Linked DNA regions of Mus musculus: region 2 is linked to region 1. A link is a contact called in public Hi-C data. All regions are on one chromosome and are shown on one strand. Each heading gives the region's core, a stretch centred on a gene start, on an enhancer-like site or on the middle of the called end of the contact. The rest is flanking DNA. Distances are from core to core; before and after follow the strand shown. Region 1 overlaps Krt13 (keratin 13). Region 2 overlaps Gm14206 (a long non-coding RNA gene).

What was found. Hi-C and Micro-C count contacts between places; a contact is called where the count stands out from the background.
Region 2: a Hi-C map of pancreatic cancer cells shows a contact between it and region 1, with 2.2 times the contacts expected there. The contact joins two enhancer-like sites. A contact is called at or near these places in 2 of 484 Hi-C or Micro-C datasets (embryonic stem cells and pancreatic cancer cells), 7 of 115 datasets of contacts at active chromatin or transcription factors (embryonic fibroblasts, embryonic stem cells, extraembryonic endoderm stem cells and 1 more) and 3 of 9 other capture datasets (adipose tissue, liver and pancreatic islet).

What each region holds. Positions count from the first base shown.
Region 1 is chr11:100,110,376-100,117,632 of GRCm38.p6, reverse strand. Krt13 (keratin 13) reads left to right here. Exons shown (of 8, transcript NM_010662.2): 8 at 1-306. The coding sequence ends at 37. Among named protein-coding and RNA genes, the nearest start is that of Krt13, 7.6 kb to the left of the region's middle. Within about 2 kb of position 4,417, at least 44 of the 459 cell types and tissues checked have an H3K27ac peak or open chromatin away from gene starts, as enhancers often do. A contact at or near this core is called in pancreatic cancer cells, where this site is marked.
Region 2 is chr11:100,290,022-100,297,804 of GRCm38.p6, reverse strand. All of the region lies in intron 1 of Gm14206 (a long non-coding RNA gene), which reads left to right. Among named protein-coding and RNA genes, the nearest start is that of Gm14206, 7.0 kb to the left of the region's middle. Within about 2 kb of position 2,279, at least 19 of the 459 cell types and tissues checked have an H3K27ac peak or open chromatin away from gene starts, as enhancers often do. A contact at or near this core is called in pancreatic cancer cells, where this site is marked.

The DNA.
Region 1 (7,257 bases), core at 3,168-5,667:
CTCCAATTCCGGTCGCCCAGATTTCCGAAAGTATTAACTCAGCCTGGCGTCCCTTCCCTGGCCTTCAGCAGCCACAGGAGGAGAGCTGATGTCGCCTGTAGGATGAGAGGACTGCAGGATGTGATGCCCAGTCCCATTGTCCCCCCCAGGACCCATGGCTCTGACAAGCCCTGAGGGTGGGCCCTTCCCCATCTCTTCTGATTGGAATCTTTCTTCTCCCTACCCCATTCTCTCTATTCTTTGGCTTCTCAGTGTCTCTACAACAAAGAATAGATGATTCAATAAAGTTTCTTGATTTTCTGCAAATGTTTTTGTTTCTGGCCTGGTTTCTGAGGGTGGCCTCTGCTGAGGCCTGATTTGGGTTACGGGCGAGGTTGGCATAGTTGTGCTGAGCTGAACTCAGACACTGATGGGACCAGGGGCTTCTCATGTGAGAAGGATATGAGGCACATCGGCCACTGAGTACACTGGCACAATGATGGCAGACAGGGAAACCCACATTGGTACCCATGTGTTCATATGCATCAGATATGGGCAAATGGGACTCACCAGATAGAAAGCAGGGGCCAGTGAGTTAGTTCAGTATCCCTCCCTGTAGGATGGCCAGAAGTGGAGGCTGGGGTCATCTGTAGACATAGGGTGGGGAAATATGGAGGGCGGGTGTAGAGCAGGCTTCCTGGGCCATTCAAAAGGGGGAGGGATCTTGGGGAAATAGTGGCCAGAACAGGTATCCCTGCCCCAACCTGCTGCCTTCCAGGCTGATGACTCCGTTTTGGCCTGAGATAGCCTTCCTTTCTGTTTTCCTTGGCACATCCCAAGGTCTGACAACTCTAAACTTCCCAGTGGACCAACCCATAATTCACTCAGCACCTCAGCCTGTGCTGGCCTCTGGCTGCCCTGTCTCTCTCTGATGCCCTAGCTCTCTTCTGCCTCTCTGGAGCTCTGGCCCAGAGACACAGCCTCCTCTGGCTGTGCTCATCCTGCACAAGGTGACTGCACAAATGGTTTCTTTCTGCTGTTTACTCGTGGATGCTCTTGGACCATCCTGGACATGTGTGTGAGCTCAAATTCCTCACCTCTCCATCTGCCTCCCCAGCTTCAGATTCACCTTCCCCACTGTGCATAGGACACCCCTTTCTAAACTAAAGATCTACAGGGGCCACCCTCTCAGATTGCTTCTTCCTTTTCCTACTCTCAGGGACCCGGAGAGCCAAGGTAGCTCTGACTCTGATTATGTTTATCTCTGTCTCTGTCTATACTTATCCCTGTCTATCTTTGTCTCTTTTTATCTGTCTTTGTCTCTCTTTATCTCTGTCTGTCTTTATATCTCTCTGTCTCTGTTTCTCTCTCGATCTCTCTTTCTATTCTCCTCTTCCATAAGTCCTTTCATGGACTGCGTTTTTAGCTCCAATGTCTTCCCTGATTCTAACTCTCATGACATGCTATTATAACAGCGTCACTGGTTGCTCTGCCTCCAGTTTGACCTTGCCCCTCACTCAAGCTGGAGTATGGCCACCAAAGAAAGGCAGGATTTTTTGTAGACCCACAGGTCAGATGTTCTGACCTCTTCCTTGCTCCTTCCAGTCCTAGCTCCTATAAGAGCCTCTCCAGTGAAGCCCAAGGTCTTTCTATTTCAAAATGCTCTTGTGAAGCAGGCGTGTGTTTGGACAGCTGCAGAGCCGTATTCTACAGGAGAACTCAGTCAGACCCCCTCCTCGTTCTCTCCAGAGCAGGGCTCTGTTCTTTTTTTTTTTTTTTTTAATTTATTTTTCACATCTCTGTTCTATAGGCTCTCCTTAAAATGCAGATTGAAATGGTAACCCTTCTCCATGACACATGGCTGGTGTGGCATGTTCCTGGGTGTTCCCAAGAATGTACTCCTCTACATTCATGTTGACAGCATGGTCCTACGCATAGTGAGTTGGCCAGATGCTGCTTGTATTCTAATGCTAATAGCATTTCCTCCAGACCTGATTGTCCCAGAGATGAGAGAGTCCTGCACATCGACACTATGTGAAGATGCCCCCAAGTTATTTCTGATAGATAAAGAAAGGCCAATAGCTGGGCAAAGAGACATTGGTAGGATTTAGGGTTCCAGAATTTGGGGGTTGAAGGAAAACCACAAGAGAGTGAGAATAGAGGAGGAAAAAGAAGCAGCCATGGGTTAGGTGAGTCATGAAAACAAGGTCCTGAGGGCTGGCCAATTGGAGTTTAGAGCAGCCTAGATAAAACATAATAAGTGATAACTTGGACCTACCTATAGGAAAGTAGAGTCTAATAACTTAGAGGGTGGGTATCTGCCCAACTCTTGCACTGTTTAAGGCTTGTTATAAATAAAAAGGTTGTGTGGGTCTTTATATATGTCAAAGGCAGGGTGGAAACCCTGGGTTGGGATTAAATATTACTACATCAGGGCTGTGTCTTTTCATCTCGGGGAGGGTTTAGCTAAATGCTTGTTGAAGGAAGAGAGGAATGAATGAACTGGGGACCTGCCTCTGAGATAACATTTGGATTTGGTCACAGAATTTTTGGCCAGAGGGCCAGAGGGCCAGAGGGCCAGAGGGCCAGAGGGCCAGAGGGTCAGAGGGTCTCTGACACCCTTGACACCTGTCCCCTTTCTCTGGTCTTCCCCTCTCCTTCTTGACTCTCCTCTGAGTTCCCCACCTCACCCTGGTATAACTTATACTCTTCTCACTTGCAGGCCACACGCACCTGGCTTAGGCACACAGGACTCACTTGGGCATGCCTGAGCTAGCTGAAGCAGAGACAGCATCTAGTCTCTATTTATTCCAGAGCCCTTTCTGTTCTCCACTGTAGAAGGAGGTAGGGGCTCAGGTCAAGTTCCCCGTCTGGAACTCTGCCAGGAGCTAAAAGCATTACAGAAAACCAGGCCATGCCCTTTGCTCCCAAGCGTTTTTGGTTTTGGGTTGAGGCTGTAGCTTCCTGTGGAGTGTGACTGCATTCTGACACTGGATTGATTCTGGAGAAAGAACCTCCATCTTTAAAAGCATTCTCAGACAGACAGGAACTAGGTAAGAGCACTTCCTCTCCTGCTAATGGCTACCTCCCCCGTAGGTTATTAAAGCTGAGGACTCAGAACAATCTGACACGCGGTTACTAAGAGCTCACCAAGTAATGCTTCTGGTCATGGCCTTTCTGGTTCTGTGACTTTCTTTGAGGTAGAAACAGTTTTGGGGTCACCCACATCCTCATACCTACTGTATATACAGGACCTGAAAGATGAATTAGATGGAGAGTGGAGGGACAATGGAAGATGGAAACTGTAGCAAACATACAATACCAAGGGCAGGAAAGAATGGGGCCCTTACCCCAGTCAAGGATAGGAGTTTTCAAAGCTGAGCACCCCGGCTTGTTTTGATCCCCAAGACCAAAACTTCCTTCCAGTCTTGGTATTGACATGCTCAGTAGAATATGAGGGAGACTCATTTATGTGGATCAATGACAGAAGCTGGACCCCTAAGTCTGGAGGGGACTCTCTATGGCCTGGGAGCTTTTCACCTAGATCCCAGGAAGAACTGTGAGAAGCCCTAACTCTGTGGCCCCGTCAGGTATTTCAGGGAAGTTGGGAGGGACAAGTCAGGGGCAGTGTTTCTGTCAGGCCAGCCAACAGCCTTTCTGAGCTGGGAAGAAGGCTGACCCAGGCCTCTAGTCTAGGAAGTAGAAGGGGTGGGGTGGAGATCCTGTCTTTCTGCCTTGGACTCCATCTGTCAGTTTAGTCACCTGGTGGGGTGACACTTGAGGGAGGAAAGAACTGCTGGGTCAACACTGCCCCTCCCTAGGGGGTTGTCCTAGGCGCTCAGGTCACCGCAGGCTCAGTGGCTGTTTCCCAGAGCTGCAATAGTGAGCAAACAACCATGACCCAGTGGTGCCTGACTCACATCTGTGTCAGACCGTGAATGAGTGTGCGTCAGGCAGGAGACCCTAAGATAAAGGGTTACAACCAGACCGAAAAGGCCAGCACACTGCACAGTGTGTGCTCTCCCCAGCCCTCAGCTTTATGTTACTTCATCCCAAGAGAGGTCACCGTCATGTGCGCTTTATACACGGGAAAATCAAGTTAGATCCTCCAAAGGGAGCAGACTAGTTCACAGGGTGGGAGCCACTGTTCCAAAATACTTCCTGAGGAGCTGGTTGGTACTTTGTCAGGGGTCACGTGTTCACCTCCAGGAATGTGGAGAGGAACAAGACTCCCAGATCTCAGTGCTCATGGGACAAAAGAGCCAACCAGGGTACATTCCTGGGATGTCCAGGAGCCACTAGGTCAGTTTCCCAGGTGGGCACGGGTGGGTTGGCAGGAAAGCCTGACACATGGCAGGTGAGCTACCATGGTGATTCAATGCTGCGATTCTCAAGAAGCGTCTGGCTTCTCACCTTGAGCAAAAGGTACCTCCCTATCCCCAAGGCTCCACCCTTCCTTAATGGACCAGTACATGTCTGCCCATCCTGTGGGGCTGTCTGTCCTGCCTTGGCCCTGCAGAGGGCAGACTCATGTCAGAAAGCAGACCAGGGTCCCTGGCCACCAGTTGGGATCCAAGGTAGTAGAGGGACAGGACCTTAGATTTAGTCCTAACAGGAGGTTCTGTCTGTCTGTCCCCAGCACTGGGTGTGACAGCAAGGCATTTGAGAAGCAAGGTGAGGCTGAGGGCGGAGTTCCATGACAAGACTTCTCTGGTACTTAGCTCATCTATTTCGGGTGGCAGCTTTGACCACCCATTGGGGGTATGAGACTTCCCTAACCTTCCTGGAAGGGGAATCCAACTGTTCCTCGCTAGGGAAGCCTGCAGCAAGGCTCAGGAGAGATGGCATTGCAAGGTTGTAATCAATAGGGCCTGATGATGTATTGTCCCAGAATCCCCCATGCCCCTATTGCAACCCATTTCCTCTTCCCATTTTTGGGTTCTTGTATCTCAGGGAACCTATGTGCTTTTGGAAGGTACCCTCCGGGCTGTTGGTGTTTTGGGTAGAGCAGGGTACACGAGCTATGTTCCTTTGAGCAGCTCTTTGGGGACTCTGGGAGAGCTGGGTGCACTGTGTCCCTACATGGAGTTTGGGAGGGTGATACAGGTGGCTGGTTGGCTGCTGAGACTCTTTCAGGCACCTGTTGGGGATGGGCTTTTGGGAAAGCTGGCGGGTGTCTGGCACACATTCTCTGGCCAACTTTCACGATCGCTCGTAACAGCCCTGTGGCTGCTTTCATCTGAGCATCTCAGAGAAGCTTGAAAGTCAAATCTGCAGAATGCAGGATAGTTAATGACAGCCTGGAGTCCCGGGCCTGGCCACAGACTGGCTGTTGTTACCAGGAGGGGTGTTGTTATGTGGACTGCACAGCATCTGTAAATGCTGACCGCTGAGCCAATCAAATGGGGTGTTTTTTGGGGGGGGGATTTGCTTTGTGGTTCAATGAAGTGATACTTGAAAGGAGTGGACTCGGACACTGAAGTCCCTGTCCCAGTATGCCTGACAGGGCATCTCCCATAAACCACAGGTTCTCAAACACGCTGGGGAGAAAAAGCAATGCTGTGGAATTCTTAGACCATAAAAGCCGAGTGAGAGGGGGTAAGGACTCGGTACCTCTGAGCAGAGGCTCATGTTCTCCAGATGGGAGCTGCTGGCAAGCATGGTTGTGCAGGAAGAGCTGGCCCTTGGGCCCTGAAATATGGAGGCAGAGCATGGCCACAAGAGGACTGGAGAGGTATGGCTTTCCCCTGGGCCCAGTGGCTCCCTGGACACTCACTATGGCAAGACACATGGCTCATTCTGAGCAGACTTCCAAAGCCTGGGGCAATAACCAAAATCTCTCTCAGGGGAGAGGACTTTTATTTTGTTTTTGTATTTTGAGAGAGATGATATTCTAGAGCATTTTGGGCTTAGTAAGGAGGGGATTTCAAGACCTAGGCAGGGTAAGGTAGATCCAATGGGAATTAAAAAACCCTATCAGGGTCCTGGAGAGTGGAACCCCTAGAGTTTTGAAAGGAATCACTGTCCAAGGCTACTGTCATTCTTCATCAGCTCTCCTGAAGATCACCCCCTCCTGCCCCCCACTGAAGGGCAGTCAGGGATCGGGTGGGTGATCTCCTTGGCCAGCTGATATGTGTTCAGACAATCCTGAGTCCAGTGAGGCGTAGTGGCTATGGAGATAGGCAGAAGTTTGGGAACCTGAGGGATTGGAAATGGAGCAGAGGAGACTTGAGAATCCCGCCCAGGCTGAGTCACCCAGTGGAAGGATCAGGGTAGAATGTCACTGATATAGTGGCATGACAACTTAGCCCCCAGACCTCTGAGTACTGCTTATGGAGGGTGGAAGGCCTACACAGCAGCTACTGAGACGGGACATAAAGGAATCAAATGTCATGGTTTTCCAAGGGAAGTCTAATTGACCTGTCCCCCGTATCAGCCAATTTCATGGTGTCAGGGAGGCAAGGGACAGTAGCATCATGCTTGGCCAAAGCCCTTAAATAGTGATATATCCTTACTGAAGATTTCCGTGCAGAACCCAGGCTGCTCAGCTGGATTGGTTTTGCAGATAGACAATAACATTTTACTATAATCATATTCCAAATATTGAGAATATTTTTGCTCACTGAATCTGGTAAGTCAGTTTTTCCTAGATCCATGAATGGCCCTGAGTCTTTCACCATCAGGGCCCAGTGAGACATTTCCTGGATCCTTTTGGAAAATTAAATGAATGATTAGAAATGTCTCTATTATGAGTATTTCTACTTCTCACCATGCTTTCTTCAACGCTGTGTACCAGTTCCTGCATATTAGTACTAGCATCTGACATCAGCTGGTAACACATTTGGCAGGAGCTTTGGACATGGTTGTTTAAAGGAGAATATATAGTAACCAGGCTTCTCAGGAGGAGGGGCCAGATATCCCGGGTGTTTCACGTTTGAACGGATTTCTTGTTATATGGAAAGATTTCTTGTTATATGGTGTGGGGGAGGTGGGTGGGGTCCCAGGTGAGGTCTGAAGAAGTTAGGAAGCAGAACCACTTTTCAGGTGTCTTCTGTGGTAGGGACTTCTCTAGGACCTGTATGTGGACCTCATGGTGAAAACAGGTGAGATGAGAAAACCAGAAAGATCAAGCCTGAACCAGCAGGCTGCTCAAATAGGGACAGCCATTGGCTATCTGATCTGATTTCTCTGTTACCTTGGGGGTTCTACAGTGATGTGGTAGCCCACATATTTGACCAAAGCCTGGAGAAGCGGGGGTGGGTGGTGGGTGGGTGGGGG
Region 2 (7,783 bases), core at 1,030-3,529, 180 kb before region 1:
TGTAATCATTCATTCATTTAGTGTTTAAGCACCTGTCAGTTGTCAGGCATTGCATTGGGAACAAAGCTGTTAACAGGCGCACGTCCCTTTTCATGGTTGTAGATCCAGGTGACAGGATCTGAGGGAGTTCAAGGGAAGGGGCAAGGCAACCAGGAAGGCATGGGGAGCCTGGGGTGGTGGGGCTGTATGGGAACTGAAGTGAACAAGAGATTCATAGGACTCTTCTCCTCAGACACTGTCCTGGGGCGTGTGGAGACTGCTCAGAATCTAGGACTAGCCTACCGCAGACTCTGTGTGTGTGTGTGTGTGTGTGTGTGTGTGTGTGTGTGTGTGTGTAAAGGTGTGGGTACATAGCTCCAAGTGTCAGAAGGCATCATGCCCCCTCTGTGTAGGTCATTGGGCTGTGTGGGGAAGGAGGAACACTCCGTCCCTCCCAGCAGAGACTAGATAGAAGTGCAGCGGAAAGTGAAGTAATATGTTAGAGTTCAGGTGAGTGGAGGGAAGAGACTAAAGCAAGAGAGAGAGGGGGGGGGGCACAGAAGGATGGCAAAGGATGCTCTGAGCCTCAGTTGAGTCAGGGGAAGTGTGGGGCAGTGGGGAGGGGGAAATGAGGGCCATTTCTTTCCATTATGAAGAGCAAAGCTCTCTGCTCTGGTCAGGGAAGGGGAGTGGGCGGGGGTGGGGTGTGTCATCTTATACGTCCTTCGCAGGTCAGAGAGCAGGATTTGAGGGCACTGGATCAGTGGAAACCATCTCAGGCCACTTATCAGATGGGGAAACTGTGCCAGACTGAATTCTCAGTTCTTGCTGGCACATATTGATTGATTGAATGTATATTATGAATACACTGTAGCTGTCTTCAGACACACCAGAAGAGGGCATCTGATCTCATTACAGATGGTTGTGAATCACCATGTGGTTGCCGGGATTTGAACTCAGGACCTCTGGAAGAGCAGTCGGTGCTCTTAACCCCTGAGCCATCTCTCCAGTCCTTGCTGGCACATTTTAAAATGCCGGCACAGACTCCTAGGAGCTGCTCAGGAAAATGCCCATCAGTACCGACCTCTCCTAGTACCTGCTAATGCTGAGTACTTCTGGCCCAGTCTCTCTCCCGTGAGCAGCACTGAGATCCATAGACCTCTTGCTTGACTGTGTGTTTCCATGTGTGCGGAGGTCAGAGGTCAGCCCCATCTGTTTTTCCTCAGGTGCTGCCCACCTTATTTTCTGAGGTAAGGTTACTCATTAGCCCGTGACTCATGGAGTAGGCTGGCTGGCGATCAATCTGAGGAGTCTACCTGTCTTGGCTTCCTCAGTGTTGGGATTTCAGGTGATTGCCCCACACCTGACTTTCTACATCTCCTCTACAGGGGAGAAAATGGAGGTTGAGAGATGTTAAGTGGCAAACCCAAGGCCTCATGGCTAGCAAGATTCACACCCAGAGTCTGGCTCCTAAGTGCTCTCCCAGCTGCTTGGAAGGCCACATCTGCTATAGATCGGTTGGCTAGGCAGGGTTGGGGCTGCCCTAGGGGCAGGGGTAGAGTTCTGCCTGTGTGCACCTCGAGTGCTAGAGGAGCCTGTGGTCTGGGAGGCTGCTGTCAGAGCTGCAGTCGCCGAGTGGGTGACCCTGAAGTATCCACACCTCCTGCTTCTTCCTAGAACAGTAGCTCCCCGTTACCATGGAGCTGGGACAGAACCCTTCCACCTGGTGCATTTCCCAGCTCTGGGACCTCAGTTTACCTCAGCCCCCTCTATCTCTACCTAAGCTCCTAAGCTACTCCTTCTCTGTGCCACCCTGTGTCCCTGCCACTTGGTCCCCTTGGCTTCTGTAGGCACCATTTCCCCTGTGTCTTTGCCTGGCTGATATACTCAATGGCCTGGAAACCTCTCGTGACCAGCAAGGTGAGTGGCCACGGTGCTGCCTGATGATGCTCTCCATCCACCTAAATATGCCTTATTTCCCCTTGGAGTCCTGTCTGGGTATTTCCCTCCACCAGGCAGGTACTGGGGGTGGGGAACACACTGCCCTTTTCTAGGGTTTCTCCTACATCTAGTAGAGCATCTTGCGTGGCGCTCAAGTGGTGTAGGGTGGATGATCGTAGCTGCCACCTTGACACACCTGGGAATAAAGAGCCTCAATTGAGGAGTTGCCTCCATCAGGGTGGCCTGTCTGTGCACACTTCTGTGGACCCTTAAAGGGATGTTTCACCAAGGACTGAGTTCCTAGATGCGCTTTCTGAAGTGACCACCAGGTGACAGCAGAGGCCGAGTCGGCGATCAGACTAGATGCTCCGTCTGCCGGCAGGGGGCACTACTGCCTTTCAGATGCAGAGAACCTAGGTGACCTGCTGTGGGAGCAAGGGAGGCTCAGGCCGAGGGAAGGTTGAATTTCTTTCGCCAGGCAGCCAGGTTAGAAGCCTGGGTGACCCCTGCTCGCCTCATTTGTGCAGAGGGTGGTGAGTCCTGCTTTATAGGTCCCACAGGCCGACTGTGAAGGGTGCTCTGCCTCCCAGGCGTGAAAGACGTCGCGGCGATGAACTGTGAGGCTGTGGCCCAATAAGGCTTTGGTAATGGGCACCTACATTTGAATTCCATACAACTTTCCCAAGTCATAAAAATAACCTGAGCTCAGGATGTAGCTCAGTGGTGGACCCCCTGCCCAGCATGCTAAAGGCCCCCGCGTAACAAAAACAGAAACAAATGTCCCCAAATCGGAAACCATTGTTCCTTGGATGTTTTAAGAGAATGACTGTCTGATGTTGGAGTGTTCAAGGCAGTAATCTGCATCCAGCCGGTGGAGAGCAAGGAGGAAGGAAGATCAGGACGCTGGGGGCAACACGATCGATGCCTTGTTCTCAATAAACGACAACAAAAGAAAACGCTCAAACAAAAGTTGGGCTTATTGGTAATTTCCTGTAGCTGGCAGGACTTGAGAGGCTTAACTGAAGCAGAAAGATCTCCTAAATTTGAGGCCAGCCTGAACAGTACAGAAAAAGATTCCCACCCCCTTTTAAAAGCTAAACTATCTAAAATGTAAAAAAAAAAAAAACAAAAAACAAAAAACAAAACAAAACAAAAAACCCAACCAAACAAAAAACCAAAAAACAAAAAAAACCCACTTTATTTTTATTCATTTATTTTTATGTGTGTGGATGTTTTTGCCTGCGTGTAGTCAGTGCCCATGGAGACCAGAAGAGTGTGTCAGATCCCCTGGAAGTGGCGTTACAGAGAGTTGTAAGCTGCTCTGTGGGTACTGGGAATAGAACCCGGGTCCTCTGGAAGAGGAGACGGTGCTCTTCTTGACTGCTGAGCTATCTCTCTAGCTCTGCAAAAATGATTTTTAGCTGTAGGGTGAGTTTGGCCCTATGAAGACGGAGACCAGGGCTGGCCACACTGTAGGTACTCAACTTGGCAGTGCCGAGTGTCCCAGACCCTCCAGGGAGGCCTTCTGAGCCTGCAGAGGTCAGGTTGCAGTTCTCAAAATCAGATTTTGCAGCTTCGGCTCCATTTGTGGGAATTGAACTATGAATGTTAGAGTTATGGCTGCTGGCTGCATCTCCATACCCTATGCTCTGCCTTAGCCCCTTTCCCCTCATAGGGAGGCCATTCCTTCCCTCAGGGAAGCCCTGTTTTCACCACTGAGAGAGGCCCACTCTCATCTCTTCTTAAAAATGCATAAAGCCAAAGGCACTTTCGGTTGACTATAGAGTTCATGAAGTCTTCTATTTTTAGATTGTTTTGAGATACTAGATAGCACAGGCTGGCTTTGAACTTACTATGCAGCCAAGGATGACCTTGAATTTCTCATTCTTCTGCCTCCACTTCCCAAGTTCTGGGAGGAGGAGATGTGTCCTCACGCATGGTTTTAGGTGGTGCTGGGGAGCCAACCCAGGGCTTCAGGAATGGCTGGCAGTTGGTTACCAACTGAGCTACATCACCAGCCCGAGTTCATGAGTTTTGACGAATGTTCACACCTCGGGAATTATTACTAGAGCCCAGACAGAGAACACGGTCAGGTCTTGATTTAAAAAATATAAATGAAACTCAAGCAAAATCTCTCAGAGGTAAAATGGGCGCGGTGTCCCAGTCCCAGGAGAGCCCTGGACAATTCTGTGTCAGTGTTGCTTAGGGACCTCGGTGAAGCAGGGCAGGTGGGCACTTGGTGAGGCTGTACACTGTGGTCTCTGGGATGGAAACTAACAAATGAAGTAAGAGCCGAGCTGTGGCTAGATCCCGGTCCCCGGTCCCCGGCCACTTGGCTTCAGCCCCATCCTGCTCTGCCTGTCTCCGTTTTCTGGTGTCTTCCCCCTCACCTGCTCCACTCCCAGCCACTCCAGATGCGACTGAGACTGCAGCCTCGCATCTCCTGCGTTGCTGGCCAGAAATGCAGAGTCTCAGGTTCAGCCACAGGTAGAGGCTGAGCAGCACTGGCTTGCCTTGCCTCTTCCCTGGGAGTGGTGGCTGCACTTTCTCTTCTCTGATGCTCTGAGGGCTTCTGGAAGGCAGGAGCTGAGTCTCAAGTATCTTCTCTAGGGCCTCCATCTTTCTGCCCCGGGGAGAGCCAAAGATGGATTCATAGAAGGAAGGCCAATGGGCGACTGGAGTTTTCTGGGGAGGGAAAAAGGAGCTTGTGGGAAGAAGGGGCCAGAGGCGGGTGGTTTAAACTTGTGGAGTCTAGTCCTCCATTCACTGGGATGGCTTCTGCCCAATCCACTCAAGGAGCCCCGCACGTTTACATACATTTGCATACATTTGCATAATTTTACATACACTCTACCTTCTAGACTCCTTTCCTCTTCTCTAGGTTCTCAGAGGAGCAGGTTGGATCTGGGGGCAGGGGACTGGCAGGGCCAAGGACTGGGGCACTGGGAATGTGCCTGGGCCACAGCTCTCTATCCTGGGAGATCAGCGCTTTCCTATCTGGGTGACTCTCCCAGCCCAGGGCTGGCTGGGGCAGCTTGGCTGGCACTGGGCTGGTCCCTCTTGCTGGGGTTCCACAGGGCTCCCCCTTTTCCCTGTACCCCCATTACTATGCTACACACAGCTGTTCTTGTGGTAGGATGTCTACAACAGTGAGACAAAATGTTGACCTTGAAGATATGAGAGCCTGCTGTGTGTGAATCTGGTTCCACAAAACACAAAAGCAGGAGCCATGAGCCTAGGCTGTTAGAAGTCATGGTTATGGGGCTGGAGAGATGGCTCAGAGGTTAAGAGCACCAACTGCTCTTCCAGAGGTCCTGAGTTCAATTCCTGGCAACTACGTGGTGGCTCACAACCATCTGTAATGGGATCTGATGCCCACTCCTGGGCATGTGTCTGAAGAGGACCGACATTGTACTTGCATACATAAAATAAATAAATATTAAAAAAGTCATGCCCCCACTTTGGGGGCTAGGGCCTAGAGAGAGGCACAGAGAGCTCTTGGTACCACGTACATTCTTTGTCCTCTTCATGCTAATGATATGAGTGGGTTCATTCTGAAAGTCCATTAAGTTGGACAGTGGTTCCATAAGTACTTTTCTGCACAAAAATAACAAACTACAGAGGCTGGAGAGATGGTTCAGTGGTTAGGAACTGCTTTTCCAGAGGACCTGAGTTCAGTTCTTGGAAAACCCATGAGATTTCTCTCAACAGCCTGTAACTTGAACTTTAGGAGATCTGATGCCCTCTTCTGTCCTCTGTGGGCACTCACACACATGTGCCATATGCAGACACATACACACATATACATACATAGAAATAAAATAAGAACAGGCTGGGGAGATGGCTCAGCAGTTAAGAGTGCTTGCTGCTCTTACACAGGACCTGGATTTAGTTCCCAACACCCATATGGTGGTTCACAACCATCTATAACTCCAGTTCCAGAGGACCCCGATGCCCTCTTCTGAGCTGTCCAGGCACCAGGCAAAAGTGTGACCCTAACCTTCAACAGGCAGGCATTCTATGCATGCTAAGATCTTTCTAGAAGCTCTGTTTCCCATCCACCCTTTACCTTGTCTGTCCCCCTCGTGATGGTTCCTGAGTTTCTTCTGTGTCTATTCGCTTTGCCAGCTGGATTGTGAAGTGGCCCAGGGCTGTGCTGCCCTTGTGTCCTCTTGCATAGGATCTGAACACAGAGACTCCCGGGGTACTTCTTCTATCTAGAGGACACACTCTCCCATCCTCTGAAGGCCACAAGTGGGCTAAAGGGTGGGGCGACAGAGTCAGAGGAGGGATGGCTAACTTGGGGTTGCCTGGAGGGGGCATCTCTGTATCTGTGTCCTCAGAAGGCTGCTCTCTGCAGCGTTGATGCCCTGACCTCTTTTCCTGCCTTGTTTACTGAGGGTGGCACTTCCTGTGGCCTGTGGGTTTCCCAGAAGTCTGAGTCCTTACAGAGCCCTGTCTTCATACTTAGGGAGGAGGAGACAGGGCCCTGGCTGTTTTGGACTTGTTTGCTTGGACCCAACTTACCCCTGCCACTGCTTGTCCTGAGAGTCAGGGCCTCCCGGCTGCCCTAGTTACAGGACCCTGTCAACAGGCTCAGAGCCCTTCTCTGATCCTGAGACTTCCTGTCACTGGAGCACTGGTCTCTGGCCTCTGTGTCACTCTTTTGTGAGTAGGAGAAAAATTCAGCAGTTGTGGGGTCGGCCAGACAAGCTGAGGGATCCCCTTGGGGGACTTTAGGGCCTGCCTGAGAGGTATGGTTAGTGGGGGCCAGCAGGCTGTCACTTTTAGCTGACAGGTGTATGGTGGCAATGTCCTCCAAAGTTCTGTCCCCAGGTTCCCCTGGGAGGCAGCTGGAAGTGCTGGGGCGGGCCAGGGAAAGCCCAGAGCCTAAGCTTTGGCCAACTTGATTCTAACCTGACGCAGGTCTGTTGCTCTCCCTTGCCTCAGTTTACTCTCTTGTCAGCGAATTCTCCCCACAGGACTGAGCTAACTTCCCTACAGTAGTTTACAATTTGGTAAAGGGTCAGGAGATTCCTCCTGCCTTATAAACTGAGGCCAGAGTCTAGACGTGATGTTCGGCAGGCCAAGTGTTGCTTTTGGCTAAGTTTCTAAATGCTAGAGGACAGCTTCTGCTAGTCATTTTATCTCTTGTGTGCATATCCTAGAACTCTGGAGTCCCAGCTAGCTGCCCTGCCGGGGCCAGGGCTTCATTTTCTATGCCCCTCTCTTCTGGAGGCCCAGCTCCGGGGGCCACTGGAGAGTGGGCTTGCTGGCCTCTCTCCATCCTGGGGCCTGCTCCTATCCAGGACTCTTGGCTCCCAGTTGCTTGAGCTTGGGCCCAGGATCAGCCCCGTGCAAGGCCCTCTGAGCCCACTTGGTGTGCATGCCCGACCAGCCTCTCCTCTCGTCTTTCTCTTTTGTTTTGCCAACATGAGGTTTTGGAAGGGCAGGTCTGAATCAGACTGGAATGAGGTCATGTGTTTACTCAAAGCAGAGGATTGGGTCTTGGCATTTCCTGGGGGATGGGGTGTGTGCGTGGGGGGGTGGGGGGTGCATGCTTGAGTTAGAGGAGAGACCTCTCTTGGCCTCCCTGCTGTGGTGACCACCATTCAGTATCTCAGGCTGCCGACAGGGCCAGGAGGCCAGATGCCATCTTACCTCTAGTTTGTCCATGCCGATGGCACTGCTTGGCCACAACCTGAGTCCCTTACTTCCCTTTGGTTTAAACTGTGGCTTCTCCCCAGTCCCCTAGACTGTCCCTGCCCCATCAGTGTGTGTGTGTGTGTGTGTGTGGGGGGGGTTGGCTCTGTGCTGTCTGTTGGCCAGCGACCTCCTGCACCAGGTTGTGTGCTCTCAGATG